2 separate regions of the Mus musculus genome follow, and region 1 is linked to region 2. Evidence: chromatin contacts called from public Hi-C data. All regions are on one chromosome and are shown on one strand. The core of a region is the stretch at or near the end of the contact, and the rest is flanking DNA. Distances in the headings are between cores, read along the strand shown. Region 1 has its middle 35 kb from the start of n-TKctt4. Region 2 has its middle 20 kb from the start of Izumo1r.

The links. Hi-C and Micro-C count contacts between places; a contact is called where the count stands out from the background.
Region 1: a Hi-C map of CD8 T cells shows a contact between it and region 2, with 2.4 times the contacts expected there. The contact joins two enhancer-like sites. A contact is called at or near these places in 17 of 39 promoter capture datasets (the 3T3-L1 cell line, 3T3-L1-derived adipocytes, the C10 cell line and 11 more), 15 of 484 Hi-C or Micro-C datasets (the 63-12 cell line, CD4 T cells, CD8 T cells and 8 more), 1 of 115 datasets of contacts at active chromatin or transcription factors (the HPC-7 cell line) and 1 of 9 other capture datasets (embryonic stem cells).

Annotation. Positions count from the first base shown.
Region 1 is chr9:14,989,517-14,997,025 of GRCm38.p6, forward strand. No RefSeq gene overlaps it. Among named protein-coding and RNA genes, the nearest start is that of n-TKctt4, 35 kb to the left of the region's middle. Within about 2 kb of position 6,230, at least 11 of the 459 cell types and tissues checked have an H3K27ac peak or open chromatin away from gene starts, as enhancers often do. A contact at or near this core is called in CD8 T cells and regulatory T cells, where this site is marked.
Region 2 is chr9:14,880,007-14,886,766 of GRCm38.p6, forward strand. It overlaps a transcript of Izumo1r not described here. Among named protein-coding and RNA genes, the nearest start is that of Izumo1r, 20 kb to the right of the region's middle. Within about 2 kb of position 4,900, at least 30 of the 459 cell types and tissues checked have an H3K27ac peak or open chromatin away from gene starts, as enhancers often do. A contact at or near this core is called in CD8 T cells and regulatory T cells, where this site is marked.

The DNA.
Region 1 (7,509 bases), core at 4,980-7,479, 110 kb after region 2:
AGCACTGGCTGCTTTTCCAAAGGACCTGAGTTCATTCGCCCTTACTCACTTGGCAGCTTACAACTGCCTGCAACTCCAGTCTTGGGGATCCAACAGACACACACGTGGGCAAAATACTAATGCACATAAATTAAAAGTAAATATTTTTTAAAATACAAACAAGCACATCCATTGTGTTTGTATTTGAATTTGCTTTCATTTTCAATAGATGGTAAAATTATATGTACACCACAGAAATGTTATAAAATAATTTATTTGCAATTTGTTACCAGCAAATGTTTGGTTTGTATGCCAAATTACATACTTATATACGTTGGGTTGGGCTGTATTAAAATTTCTTGGATGAAAATAGGTTCAAGTGGAAAAAGTTTAAGAAGCCAGAACTTAAGGTTTTCACAGCCTCCCAAAGTAGTGCTGCTACCAGGGACCAAGGTTAACATGAGCCCGAGAGGACAGGAAGAGCCGCAAGGCCCCTGGTACAGAGCAGTGGGTGCTGCTCCAGCCTGCTCCTGACATGAAGAAAACTGAGACCCCTCTTGGGGCAACACAGCGGTTCTAAGAACCAAGACAACAGCAAAGGTCTTTGGCTTGTCAAACATAGCCAGTTCTTTTTCATTGCAAACATTTCCAGCCTCTGCCAAAATTGTTCCTGGGGGTTTTGTTCATTTTATGTCAGTGTAGGGCTCAAAATGTGAAGACAAATGCTGCCCAGGATCTGCTATAGAACTGCCTGAATTTATTCTCCTATCCTGGTGATAGGACACATTAGGGACATAAAAAACTGATATCTACAGGTAGTCTGGGCTCTGGAGCCCAATAAAGCCCAGCAGACCTGTAGCGGTTGGTTTCCTTACTTGGCTGATTGAACTGGTTCTGCTAACTGTGTGCAGGAGTGTCTGGTGCAATCTTCCTGAAGCCACACAGTTTAAGGAGACATGCTGGAATTTGCAATAAGCTTTGACTTGGCAACCTTTTGCTTGTCCGGAGAAGGTTTTAGATCTTTTGTTTTGGAAAGATCAGGTAGAGGGTTCTTGGTAGGGTCAGCACTGTTGGCCCACGTTTTTATTCCTTCAGCACCCTGGCGATATCACTGACCCTCTACTGACTTGTGAGGTGTCACCTGACTAGCTGGCTGATTGATGGAAAGCCCTTTACATGTGACAAACTCTTTCCTTTTGCTGCTGTTAATATCCCGTCTTTATAAAAGACATGCTAGTTACCATGTCTGCAGTATCGTCTTTGCCTGAAAGCCCTTTGGGTCTTTTTAGTTTTCAGCACCTCCCGCTCACAGCTCTCCCTGGATTTAGGAGTGCGCTGAGCAGATTCTCCAAGTCCCTGCAGCTGCTGCCTCTCCTCCCTTTGAGACCTCCACAGTGGATGCTCCTGTGCTCACACACCATCCTTCTTGAAGGCTTCATGCAACTATGTTCAGTCTTTTTCCTCTTTCTTTCCTCTCTTCTGACTGGATACTTTCATATGACCCATCTTTGATTCCTTCCTTCTGCTTCACCAAGTGCATTACTGAAATTAAATAGTGAACATTTGAAATGTAAATACAGAAAATATCTAATAAAAAATTTTAAAAATTAGATACTGTACTTTTCCATTTTATGACTGTCCTGGCTAGTTTTATGTTGACGACACAAGCTAGAGTCACTAAAAGGAGGGAATGTCAATTGAGAAAACGCCTCCATAAGACAAGACTGTAGGCTAGCCCTGGGTGGGCCCAGCCCATTGTGAGTGGCTCTATCCTTGGGCTCATGGTCCTGGGTTCTATAAGAAAGCAGGCTGAGCAAGCCTGTAAGCAGCACTGGTTTACAGTAAGCCATTGAGCCTGGGCATCAGCGGCTGACTCCAGATTCCTGCCCTGCTTGAGTTCCTATTCTGACTTCCTTCAGGGATGAACAGTGACTTGGAAACCTAAATCAAACCCTTTCCTTCTCAGCTTGCTTTTGGTCATGGTGTTTTGTCATAGCAATAGGAACCCTAGCTAAGATAATGCTGTCTATTCTTCACCTCCAGGATTTGTTTAACCCTTTGTTGGACCTTTCTTTACTTTTGCTCAAACATTACCTGAGGGTGTTGCTCCATCTACCTACGTACCTGTCAATATTCCCGTAAGCTTCCATTTGAAGGCACGTGGTTTAGGAGAGTGGCTGAAGTACACTGGACTGTGGGGATCAGCCCTGAGGTTGCACAGCCTGGCCCTGGCCCCAGCCACTTCTACTTCCGGATCTGTGACATGAGCTTGCACCATCTCCCTGTGTTCTCGTGCAGCCTGCTGAGCTGTCTGAGAGCAGTTGTTCTGAGTTTGTCGTCTGTTGCCCATTAGCTCTCATGGTGTTATGTCATTTTGGTAATGTCAGTTCTGTTGATGGTTCTTCATGTTAGTGTCTACACAGTTGAAGAAATACTTGCATCCTCTCTCTCTCTCTCTCTCTCTCTCTCTCTCTCTCTCTTAAAGATTTATTTACTTGTTTTCTGTATATGAGTACACTGCCACTCTCTTCAGACACACCAGAAGAGGACGTCAGATCCCATTACAGATGGTTGTGAACCACAATGTGGTTGCTGGGACTTGAACTCAGGACCTCTGGAAGAGCAGTCAGTGCTCTTAACTACTGAGCCATCTCTCCAGCCCCTCCTTTTACTCTTTACTGACTGTCTTCAATAGCAGAACACACCAATCATCTCAGCTAAGTAACCATTCTGAGGTTTTCTCCAACCCTTTTAATGGATGTGCCTGGTCCACACTGCATATTTTTTCTTGGAAGGAAATTATGTTTGTGTGTCCCGTGATCCCACAAAGCCAAGCAAAGTACAGAAAGCCCCTCATTTGGTCCTCTCAGGATGATGGCTTTGAAATGCTCAATTTTGTGACCATTTCCCTGACTTCAGCCACTCTAAGACGCACTCAGCATGACAGGGTCCATTTGAGGAGACGGCCTGGGAATAACAGCAGCAGCAGAATGTCCATTTATCCTAAGATGGAACTTACTAGAATGTCTTACAAGATGGGGCTGGGCAGTTCAACAACAGCTATCTAAATACTGGAGAGACTGGTGGTAACCCAGTAGCTGATCAGTCCACAAAGCTGAATGTCTTCATAGTACCAATCTAGTGCTGAAGGCCTGGAGGAGTCCTGGAGAGCAGCTGTCCTTCAGTCTACATTGGAAGGCTGAAGAAACTGGAGTCTAATGTCACCACAGGATAAGGTGCACTCACCAGTAAGAAGCAAGGGCAAGCAGCACAGATTATCCCTAAGTCCTCTTTGTTTATAGGCCACCTCCCACCTCCCAGAAGTGCTGCCCAGTCTGCGGGTGGGTGATGACCCATCCCCTCTGTGATGCTTTCCTGAAAATGTCCTCAGAGCCACTCAGAAGCATTTCTCTTGGTTGCTTCTATATTTCCTCCAGTTGACTGTCAGGATTAATCATCCCTGAAGAGAAGGTGAAGTGTGCCGGATACTTACAGTATCTAGAGATGCCAGGTACTTCTATGGTATCTATAGGTCATTTTTGAGGGGGAAAACACAGGTGAGAGGTCCTACCCACCTTTATTTTTGGTGGATTATGGGAAGTAATTCAGATCTGCAGCCTCGTTTCCTTGCTTCTGGCCTCTGAGTTCTGGGTAGTCTGGTGAGGTGAGAAGGAATAAGTCTGTTGAGCAGCATGATGCAATGGTGTGCCAGAGCATCTCTGCTGGTCTTCCAGATTCTGCAGAGCTATTAATGGTCATGGGTTGTTGTGACATGGAGACCAGGTACAGGCAGTAAAATTCCCCCATTCTACCATATTTTTACCAAAGCCATTCTTTTAAGTAATTCTCTGTATATAACACTTTTAATGAAAATACTCACAGGCGATTTGTGTTGAGCATCTGTGACCCAAGTTTCTTTTATCACTACTGGAAGCAATATGATTCTCACATGCAGGTTTCATGCCCTAGCCTCTCTGATGTATGTGGGTTAGTCAATGGATCTTCTCAGTACACCTGGACCAAATCCCCATTCTACTTACTGAGTGACTTTGGCTTCCTTTAATGGCAGAAGACCTGAGAATGCAAGTTAATCTAGCCCTAACACTGTCCCCAATCCCAACGCATGGAGATACAGCTGGCTCAGCTTTCTATAAGTATGCATTGTGATCCTATGTCAGTCAGGTGTCCATTACCTGAGCCCATTCCTCTCCCCCTATGTCAGTTCCAGTTATCTGTCTCACACAAGTGAAAATGTCAGTCCCCAGGAGTGTTTCTTTAAATATGGGATCCTGGGCTAATTAAGCTATCAATCTGGCCCTTGCCTTTTAATTTCAGTGGGTCTCTGGGGAAATTAAAGTCTTGAAGACAGGACTTTGGAAAAGCAGAATGGTGCATACAGGCTGGAATGTGGCTCCAACCACTGGTCTTTTGGGGCCAGGCCATATCCTCACATACATAGGCCACCTAAGAAAAAGCTAGCTCTTTGCCCAACACCTCCTTGTTTTTTTGTTTTTAAGTAAGAGGATTAGATTAGAATTATATGTTTTAAAAACTTTTTATTGATTCCTTGTGAGTTTCATATCATACACCCCAGTCCCACTCATCTCCCCATCCCTTCATATCTACTCTTTTCCTTTGCAACCCTCCCCCACAATAACACACAAACACACACACACACACAGAGAGAGAGAGAGAGAGAGAGAGAGAGAGACAGAGACAGAGAGACAGAGACAGAGAGACAGAGAGACATAGAAAACATCTCATTGTAGAATATACCCTTCTGTCCACACATCTTCACTTATGAATGTTCATTGTAATGAGTCATTGGTCTGGTTCTAGATCTCTGGCTTCTGTGACACCATGTTGTGGCCCTGTGTTATGGAGATCCTGCAGCTTTGGAACAGCAGAACTGGCCCTTTCACAAGTCCCAACCATTCCTAGATGATGTAGGTTTTGAGGTGGGCATCTCTGAGCCCATCTCTGGGCCCGGTGATAGCAGACCTGGTCAGTCTGCCAACTCTTTCATATCTGCACAACTAGGGCGAGCTCTCTAGCAATGCCTCCATTGGCAGAATCCTGTTCTTATGACCCCTGGGCTGGCTCACTCACACCCATGCCTTCAGAGCCAGCTCCACTGTGCTGCCCAGTCATGGCACTGGGACTTACTTCCCCAAGTGGTGTAGCCAGCAAAGGGCTGGGCCAGCTCTCCCACTGTCACATCCCTGGGGCTGGCTCACCAGTGTCTTTGCCCTTGGTGCCAGCTCCACTGTGTTGCTCAGGCAAGGTGCAGGGCCTGCTCTCCTGAGTTCTATAGCCAATGAGGGGCAGGGCTAGATCTCCTGGCCTCATGGCCTTGGGGCCAGCTCTCCCAACTAGCACAGGTAGAAAGGTTGAGTCGGGGGAGGATATCACTTTTCCATCCATGCCACCTTGGGACAAAGGAGTGGAGGGGCTAGAATTGAATTTTTTTTTTTAAGCTTGAAGGTATTCTTTGCTATGAAAAGGAATCTCCTATTATTGGCACATACATATTTTATTGTTGTTATGTGATGGTGTTTTATTCTGCATCTGTGTGCTTACCTATTTTGTTCAGGTTGTAACCAGCAAGCATTTATTTTTCTCAGCCCAGATGCTGGAAATTTAAAAATCAAAGCACCAGGAGACACTGAGTGGTGCCTTCTGAGGATCCAATTTCTGACTTTTGGACAGCCATTTTCTTGCTTATTATCACATGGAGAGAGAGAGAGAGAGAGAGAGAGAGAGAGAGAGAGAGAACTGTTTTATTCATCTTTATATTCCTACATGATAACATTGTCCTTGGGACATTGTAACATTTAGACACTGCCTAATGAAGAAATGATTATGCACATAAGTGTGGGTGTGAACAGGCGAATGGTTGAGTGATTCAGAAATGTTGCTGAAGATGTAGTGATAATCTGTGATGAATGTGGATGATATCTTGGGTCAAAGGACTGAAAGAAATGAACTATAAAGAACTTATCCCAATAAACAGAGAGATACCAGTGTCTCTAAGCTACCAGTGAATGAAGCAGTACCCTAGATTGTTCTGAGGGCTTAGTCATTCAGTCAATATGGGTCTGTTGTGGTGGCTCACCAAGATGTGAGCCCATGTCTGATGGCTTCCATAGTAACAGAATCAATCAGTAAATCAACAAGGAGTTACAGAGCATCACTTGGGACCTCAGCCCAGGGTTGCAGCTGAGCTCATCAGAGAAGTAGAGCAGTAGGCAGAGGGTACAGGAGTCATTCAAAGATGAAAGTGACCCAGGGTGCATCACTGATGTGGTATAGATATGGCTACTTACCTGTGACGAATTCACTCCTTAAGAGGCCAAAGTTGAGTGTGATTCAGATAGGCAGACAGCCTTCTCAGCTGCCACCCACCTCACAGCACAGCCATTGTAGGCTGGCCTATTGTGTCTATCTTAACAGAACCCTGGGAGCCTCTGAATATTTTTGGATGGATCTGGAACATCTGTAGTCAGTTAAGCATGTGTAGAAGGTTTGTTATAAAACTGAATTTATAGAGAGAGCATACTTTTGCTTAAATTGTGGTATAAATATGAGTCTGCTGAGAGTGGTGAGTCTGGGGAAGCTTATGGGAGACGAAGCCTCATTTCCCTCTGTCCTTGACCATATAAGATGTTTTAATCACACAGCATCATTACTTTCCACACTCTTTGTCATCAGCTCTTACAAAGATGGAACAGAACTGAGTGTTCTCCAACAAATGGTGATGTAACATAGATAAAACATCAAGATTAAACTGTAGGATAAAGCATTAGGCAGCTCTGAAGAGGCTGCACCAACTCTCAGCAGGAAAGGCAAGCTTGTCCTCTGTCCCTGAACATGAGTGTTCAGCCATTTCCTGTGGTCATACCAGCCATAGAGGCAGCTCTCGTGCCATTAGCTCTAGGGTCCATGGCCCTTGCTAGTGGTACTATAAAGGCCCAGCACATGCTGGCGATTATACCCAAGGCAGATGAGCATGGCTCCTCCAGACTCCTCACTCATCAGAAGCACATGCAGAATGGCCAAACATGCCTTTTCTAGGGCTCACTACAGACGTGTCCTTCACAAATCAGAGGATGAGCCTGAGGCCTTTACTCTCCAGCACTTTGTGCAAGCCAGGCAGTTGGAAGCATGGATTCTTAGCCAAGCCAGCAAGCCTTGTGTCATTTGCACTTTTCTTCCATTCTTTCAATGGAAAGTGGGGACAAGACACCTTCCTGGGCAGGTGGAGGCCACCCAAGGATTGCGACTCACTGTGGTGGAGTGGGACTCAAACTTGACCCTCACAGCTTCTCCCAAAGCTTCCCTGGAGCCTTTGGTGTGACCTTTCCCAGGTCTCTAGATGTCACAGGCTATGTTGGGTGCCGTAGGCGTCTGGACTTTCCAGGACTGGAAAGATGTCCATGGGTAGATGAGCAGACAGTGGCTCAGTGGCATCATTTGTGGGGCCTGTTCCCTGCGCTGGGCTGGCTTTCTATGTGGGTCTGGTGGGAAACT
Region 2 (6,760 bases), core at 3,650-6,149:
GGGCGTGGTGGTGCATGCCTTTAATCCCAGCACTCGGGAGGCAGAGGCAGGCAGGTTTCTGAGTTCGAGGCCAGCCTGGTCTACAAAGTGAGTTCCAGGACAGCTGGGACTACACAGAGAAACCCTGTCTCGAAAAACCAAAAAAAAAAAAAAAAAAAAAAAAAAAAAGACTTATTGTGTATGAGTGTTTTGCTGGCATGTATATTGTCTGTGTCCTGTGTGTGTGCACCTGGGGCCCAGAGAGGTCAGAAGGGGGTAATGGATCCCCTGGAACTGGAGTTATCATTGGTTGTGAACCACCATCTGGGTGCTGGGAACTGAACTCAAGTCCTCTGCAAGAATGTAATTCTAGCTTAGAATGTAGGTTCTCTACCCAGGGTCACAGGAAGATTCTACATTTTGACCAGGAGGAAGTTGTATTCTTTTAATGGGCCTCAACAAAATCCAGGTACCTCTGCCTTTTCAGAGTGCAATTTAAATCCTAAGAAGGATCAAAGCTGGTGTTTATGAGTCTAGTGTGTTAGGGAAACAGGAGATAAAATCCTATACTAAATGGCCTTCAAGTCTATTGTAACATTCCCCACTCAGGCTGAGACACTGAAGTCATTTCAGAACCAGACCTAGAACATGCAGGCCCAGAGCAAGGAGGGAGACAGCCTTACTCTTGCGGGTCTCTGATGAGATTTTTATGGATACACTTTTGTGTACAAATTAACTCTTGCTCCAGACTGGCTCTCCCTGTGGGATTGTGAAAGGCAGCTTGGTTCCCAATTGAGCTCAAAACCCCGAAGACCCTGAAAGGACGGTCCCTGGGCACCAGGCTCCTATCAGTAGTCGTAGGCCCCCATGGATTTTGGACATCAGGTAGAGGATGTGACCTGTAATCATGTAGGCTCAAGACAGATCTCCATTTTAATGAGGTACCTAAAGTCCTAGAGAACTTAGCCAATAAGCTTTTCTTCCCAGACATTCCTCCCTGCAAAAGGTATTTAACCTCAGGCCCGCCCTGAGAAGTGGGGTACAGCTTTACTCATCCACTTTCTGTCATGACAATAAATGCCTTAAAACCATGAATTGCCTCTTTTCATTGGGATATGCCATAGGGAGCCATGGAGAAGGTCTTCACCTATAGAGCTGCTGTCTAATCTCCCATAAAAGCTGCAGGTCTTTCTGTGCTCCCAGTCACGGCTACCACCGAGCCAAGTTCAAGCCTGCCCCCACCATCAAGCCAAGAACTGCCTCCATGGGACCAGCGGAGCTCTTCCCCGCCCCTGGTCTTGGGCTAGAGGCAGCCTGCAGGTTGCCACTCCGTTCTCAGCTCTTCTGTGGCTTCCAGTAGCACCTGGATGTCTGAGAGCCTGCGAACTGACAGCTCCAGCCTCATTGCAGGTCCGGGGACTCCAGAGCCTCAGACTACATGTCCCCACTCCCAGAGAGATGTCCCCGAGCTGCCTTAGGGCCCAACACCTGCCCAGTAACAACGTGGGGTAAATGCGGTCACTTCCTGCGTCCTGACTCCCCCAGTGGCCATGCCCTGCCGCAAAGGGGACGTGGGACCCATAACCCTACATCCCCCACCCCCCATCTCAAGGCTTCCTGGCCCCATATCTCCCCTTTTTGTTTTATAAAGGGGAGATGCAATCACAGGAATCTGCCTCTATATATTGGGAACGGTTTGATATTGAACCAGAACCGGATTGGCAGTGACTTTTGCAATGCTATTTATCTGCTGTTTTAGAAATTTGGTGAGGCATGGTGCCAGGATGGGACCAAGGAGGGGAAGAAGCCAAGCTACCAAAGGGTTTGAGTGCCATGGGGTAGGGCTGTTGGGAGCACGGCATACCTGGAGATCTCACCAGAGATCGTTGAGCATTTGAATGCTTTGTTCTGCCAGCCCAGATTCATTGATATAGACACAGCATTCCTCTCCCAACACAATGCAAGCCCCTCCCTGTTCAGCAGTTAAGTCCAGTTCCTAAGTCAAGAACAGCCCCCTCCCCTCTCTCCCATCCACAGCTAGGGAGATGCTCTGTCACTGGAGGGACTCAAGACTGTCAGTAGTGGAAGCCATAGCCTGATCAAGCTTATCCTGGAAGTCACTGGCCAGATGGAGTGTTTGGACAAGGGCTCCATTGGTACCCAGTGAGATGGTGAGACCCAGTCCAATGAGCAGAGTGATGGAGACCTCCCTGTTCTTTTGGTCACCTCCCAGCTGTAGAGCAAGTTCTTTGGGCATATAGAGATAAGCCTAGGAAACAATCATTATTGGGGTGCAGAAACCTTGAAAAGGTTGTAGGAACTGGCAATGTTATTGCACCAAAGAAGGGGGGAGTTTAACACATACTGGCTTGGTGACAGTGACATTTCAGAAACATGTAGGATGGAGCCTTGAAGAGGGTCCTAAGAGGCAAAAGGAGAAGGATAGATTGAAGAGAGGAATGTTTTCTAATTCTCATGTGGTAAGGGCCCACGGGGTTCCTGAAGTGAGATGTTAATCGGAACAGCTGTCAACTGTGGCCAGGAGAGGGGAGTGCAGAAAAAGCATTGAGAAGAGTTAGGGTGGGTGGTTAGGAAAAGGAGGTTGGCTGTATATTGGATGTGTGGTAGTCAGGAGAGGGTGACCTGGACCTCCTTCTGGGCTCAATTCTCTTCTTGAAGAATGTCTATGTGGGTAAAGACTGACTTGAAGCCAGGGACAAACTGGCAGAAAATATGGAGGTTGGCTATTGGGTATTTGGCATAGCCATTAGGGTAGAACTTACCCACAGCGTCCATTCCCCATCATTCATCCCAGGGATTGATGACGGAAAGTTGAAAATGAGTTTTAAGTTTGGTGAACATGGTGCCACCACAACTGGTGGATTCAACTCAACATTCCCAATGTCTGCAACCCCCCATCTATGAAGCCTCCTGGAAGCAGCCACCTGGGCTGCAGTAAGTCAAGCAGAGGAAAGGGTTGGGGAGAGTGGAGATGGAAGCAGGGTGTAGGGAGACCTTAATCCGGGTCTATTATCCTTTGACTGGGCAGTCCTGGGTTCCTTCCTAGCAAAGAAATCTCCAGGGTAGGTATTGGGAGGGTTAGGAAGAGGCTGGGTGGTGACAGATCAGAAAGCATAGAGGGAAGGGAAACCTGGGGAGGACACATGGCTTGGGCAGTGGCCACCAAGTCATAGACGTCTTTCATGAGATCTTGTTATTCTGAGGGTGGGGTATCTTCTGTCTCCTCAGTCTTCAATCTGCCATTGAGAGGCAGGCCATCTTATTGGTCAGTGGGGTGGTATTAGACATTTCTAGCAAGTATCCAAATAGGCCTAGACTGGTTCTGTGAAAAAATACAAGTAAAACCCCTTCTAGTTGTAAGGAGGGAGTCTGGTCCCTTCCAAATTCCACCCAAGGGATCGTGCTATCCTACTAGGATGGGAGGAGTTATTCCTGGTATGTGGCAATAGAGGGAGACAGGAGGGTGTTTGGAACCTCTGTAAATGTCCAATATATTTAGGGTCATCACACATGGGAATGGCCAAAGTCCTAACTATAAAATCAGAGGAGGGTACTAAGCAGGGCTCTCCCTCTCTGCATCAGGACAGCACAATGCTTTAACAGTTTATTATAAAAGCAAACATTCCCTTACCACTCAGTCCAGCAATTGGACTCCCTGGCATTTACCCAGAAGATTTGCATTTTGTTTCTACAGAAACATGCAAATGAAGTTTATGAAAATGTATTCATGATTGGCAATGATGGGGAGAGGTCTTTCACGGGGTGACTAGTGGAGAAATGGGGCACATCCATGTGCGATGGTGGAATATTATTCAGTGATGAAAAGAAATGAGTTGCTAAGCCAGAAAAGGTCATGGAATGGGTCTGGAGAGGTGACCCAGTGCTTGAGAATACTGGCTGCTTTTGCAGAGGACACTGGTTCCATTTCCAGCATCCACTTGGCAGCTTACAACCAGTAACTGCAGTTCTTGAGGACACTGAGACCCACGGGTCATGTGCACACATGGTACTCACAAATACAGCCAGGCCATACATAAAATAAAGTAATAATTTTTTAAAAGAGGAAAAGACATGGAGGAAAATTTAATGGATATCATTGCATGAAAGAGAGAAACCTGGAAAGGTCAAACAGTATGACTTCAAGAATTTGACATTCTGAAATAGGTCTAGCTATGGAGTCTGTAAAAAGATCAGTGGTTTATATGCATTGTTAGTTAGGAAGGTATAAAAGGAAATGGGCTTTTACGGCAGTGAAGCTATTCCACATGATACTATAGCAGTACATATATATTATATATATGGTTCAAACCCATAGAATGTAGACCAAGAATAAAGCCTAGTGAAAGCTATGGTCTTAAGGAGGGGATGGCATGTCTATGCAGGCTCATCAACTCAGGCAAAAGAACTGTATAGACTGGGATGCTGATGGTGTTGGAGTCTGTGCATGTGTGGGTACAGTTGAGGCATGAAGGATCTTTATATTTTCCTATAATCTAAAATTACTCTGGAAAAGAACATCTAAAAACCTATATATAAACCTAAGCTTACTAATGGCTCTTCCTCAACGTCCTCGGTTTTTTGTTTATTTTTGTTTTTGTTTTTTAACCTGTTTCTCAAACTTTCTTCACTTCCCACTTTTTTTGGGGGGGGTTAAATGGTCTTTGTAAGTGATGTTCAAGTAGCCTGCTCTGGCTGACACAACACCAAACAGCTCAGGCGAGGCCGGAAGTCTCAGTGGAAGCTGTCAGAGCTGATGTCTGATGAGGCCTCTCTTCCTGGCTTTCAGTACTTTCGTCCTCACGTGACCTTTCTTGAATGAGACTGCATCTCCTCCTATGAGGACACTAGCCCTTCCTATTTATGGCTTACCTCATGACTTCATTCAAAATAACTATGTCCCTAAAGCCTCATCACCCAACAGTCACCCTGGAAGTGAGGACTGCAACAAATGAAGTTGTGAGTGTCATAACTCAGCTGAAAGCAATGTGCTTATAAACAATTTGTTGAATGTTTCCCTTCTGTTCAGCATGTTTCCATCACGTGCTTTGAAATTATGTGCAAATGGCTTCTATGCTGACTTCCAAGAAGAAGCCAGTGTATGGTTGGCCAGCCTGACTTAAAATGGGGAATGCCACTAAGGTCTCTAACTTGTAATGTTGACAAGGCATTCAATCTAGGCAGAAAGAAGTCATGAGAGATTTGATGGGATCACTACTGAGTTCTCATTCAGCTTCAATGCACATTTTAAGGAGAAAAAATAATCAAAAAGAAATAAAAATTAAGTTGCATACAGGAAGTATGCCTTTTGAGGAAGTATGATTTGGAGGGCAACCAGGGGGCAGTGTGGAGGTTTGTCAAAGGCTTTGGAGTAGCATTCACAAATGTCAAGGATCTACTGTCTCATGTCAGAGAGACAGGGCAGTGTGTTTTTCCTTCCTTTGAAGGTAAAATAATGAAAAATTCATAATGAAAATTCATTTATGAGTAGTTGGCTCTAGATCCACCCAGCACTAGAAATATCTGAAGGGCATGGACTGTGATGTCACCTTCAAACCATAGCATGTGGGGGGAAAATGCAGGAATACAAAAATCATACACACAGGGAGCCAGCCACCAGGAAAGCATGAGACCACTTTTCACAAATTTTCTGTGAGGGAAAATGATTTTTGGGCAATGAATAATTTGTGTTACTCAAAAATATACATTATTTATAATAATTGTAAATTTATCTTGGAGGTGAACAGTGAGTTTCTGTTGCCAAAGAATTGAGAGAAAAGGGGAGCTGCTTTTGATGAAGATGGAGATGTAAAGATTTAAAATAACACTTTATTTCATTTCTTTAATCTTTTCCAACTAAACTCAATAGGAAACAATGAATTGAAATTATAGCAAGAAGCAATTGTGTTCTTCAGAAAGGAGATCTTTTTAGAACAGTGTGGGATAAAGCTGGAACTGCTTCCTCAGGGAGACTAAATACTCTTTGTCCTTGGAGGAGCACTCTCTGCCCTTGGAGGAGCACTCTCTGTCCTTGGAGGTGCTCTTCTGGGAAGGAGGACTCAGTGGAGAGGCAAAGGCTGGTTGCTTCCTGTGTCTCAGAAGCTAAGAAAGGCAGGAGGTTGCAGGGGTGGGTATCCTAGCTCTGGTAGGGCCAGATAACAGGAGGCTCAACTCTGTCTCAGCCTGTTCCAGCCTATATGCAACCAAATGGTGTTCTCTGAGTCCCAGTGTCATTATCTGCAATCCAGGGTTGCTGAAGGATCAAATAGAGCTGATGAAGTGCTTGCATTATGGCAGTGGTAGTTCTATAAACGGTAGTCTCATTGATAGAAGACCCTTGACTTTGTTCAGAAAAGAAAGTGAGTAAACATTAAAGAAGCCAGCTGTGCCTAGCACTGTTACCCTCCTCCCCCCCCCCCCCCACACACACACACCTCTGCTCGACATTGGTTATTTGGCTTCGTTATTGTGACCCAACACCAGACAAGAAGCAGCTTAATGAAGTAAGGGTTTATTTGGGCTCATGACTTGAGAAGGCAGAGTCCATCTTGGTGAAGGAGGCATGGTACAGGAGCAAAACATTCAACAGTCTCAGAAGGTTGAGATGGCTGGTTACATTGTATCAACAGTCAGAAAGAAGAGAGCAGACAGCACATGGGTGTGGCTATAGGCCCCAGCCCCTCCACACTTCCTCCAACTTGGCCCTGCTTCCAAAAGGTTCCACAAACTTTCTAAAACAGTATCACCAGTTAGGAGACAAGCA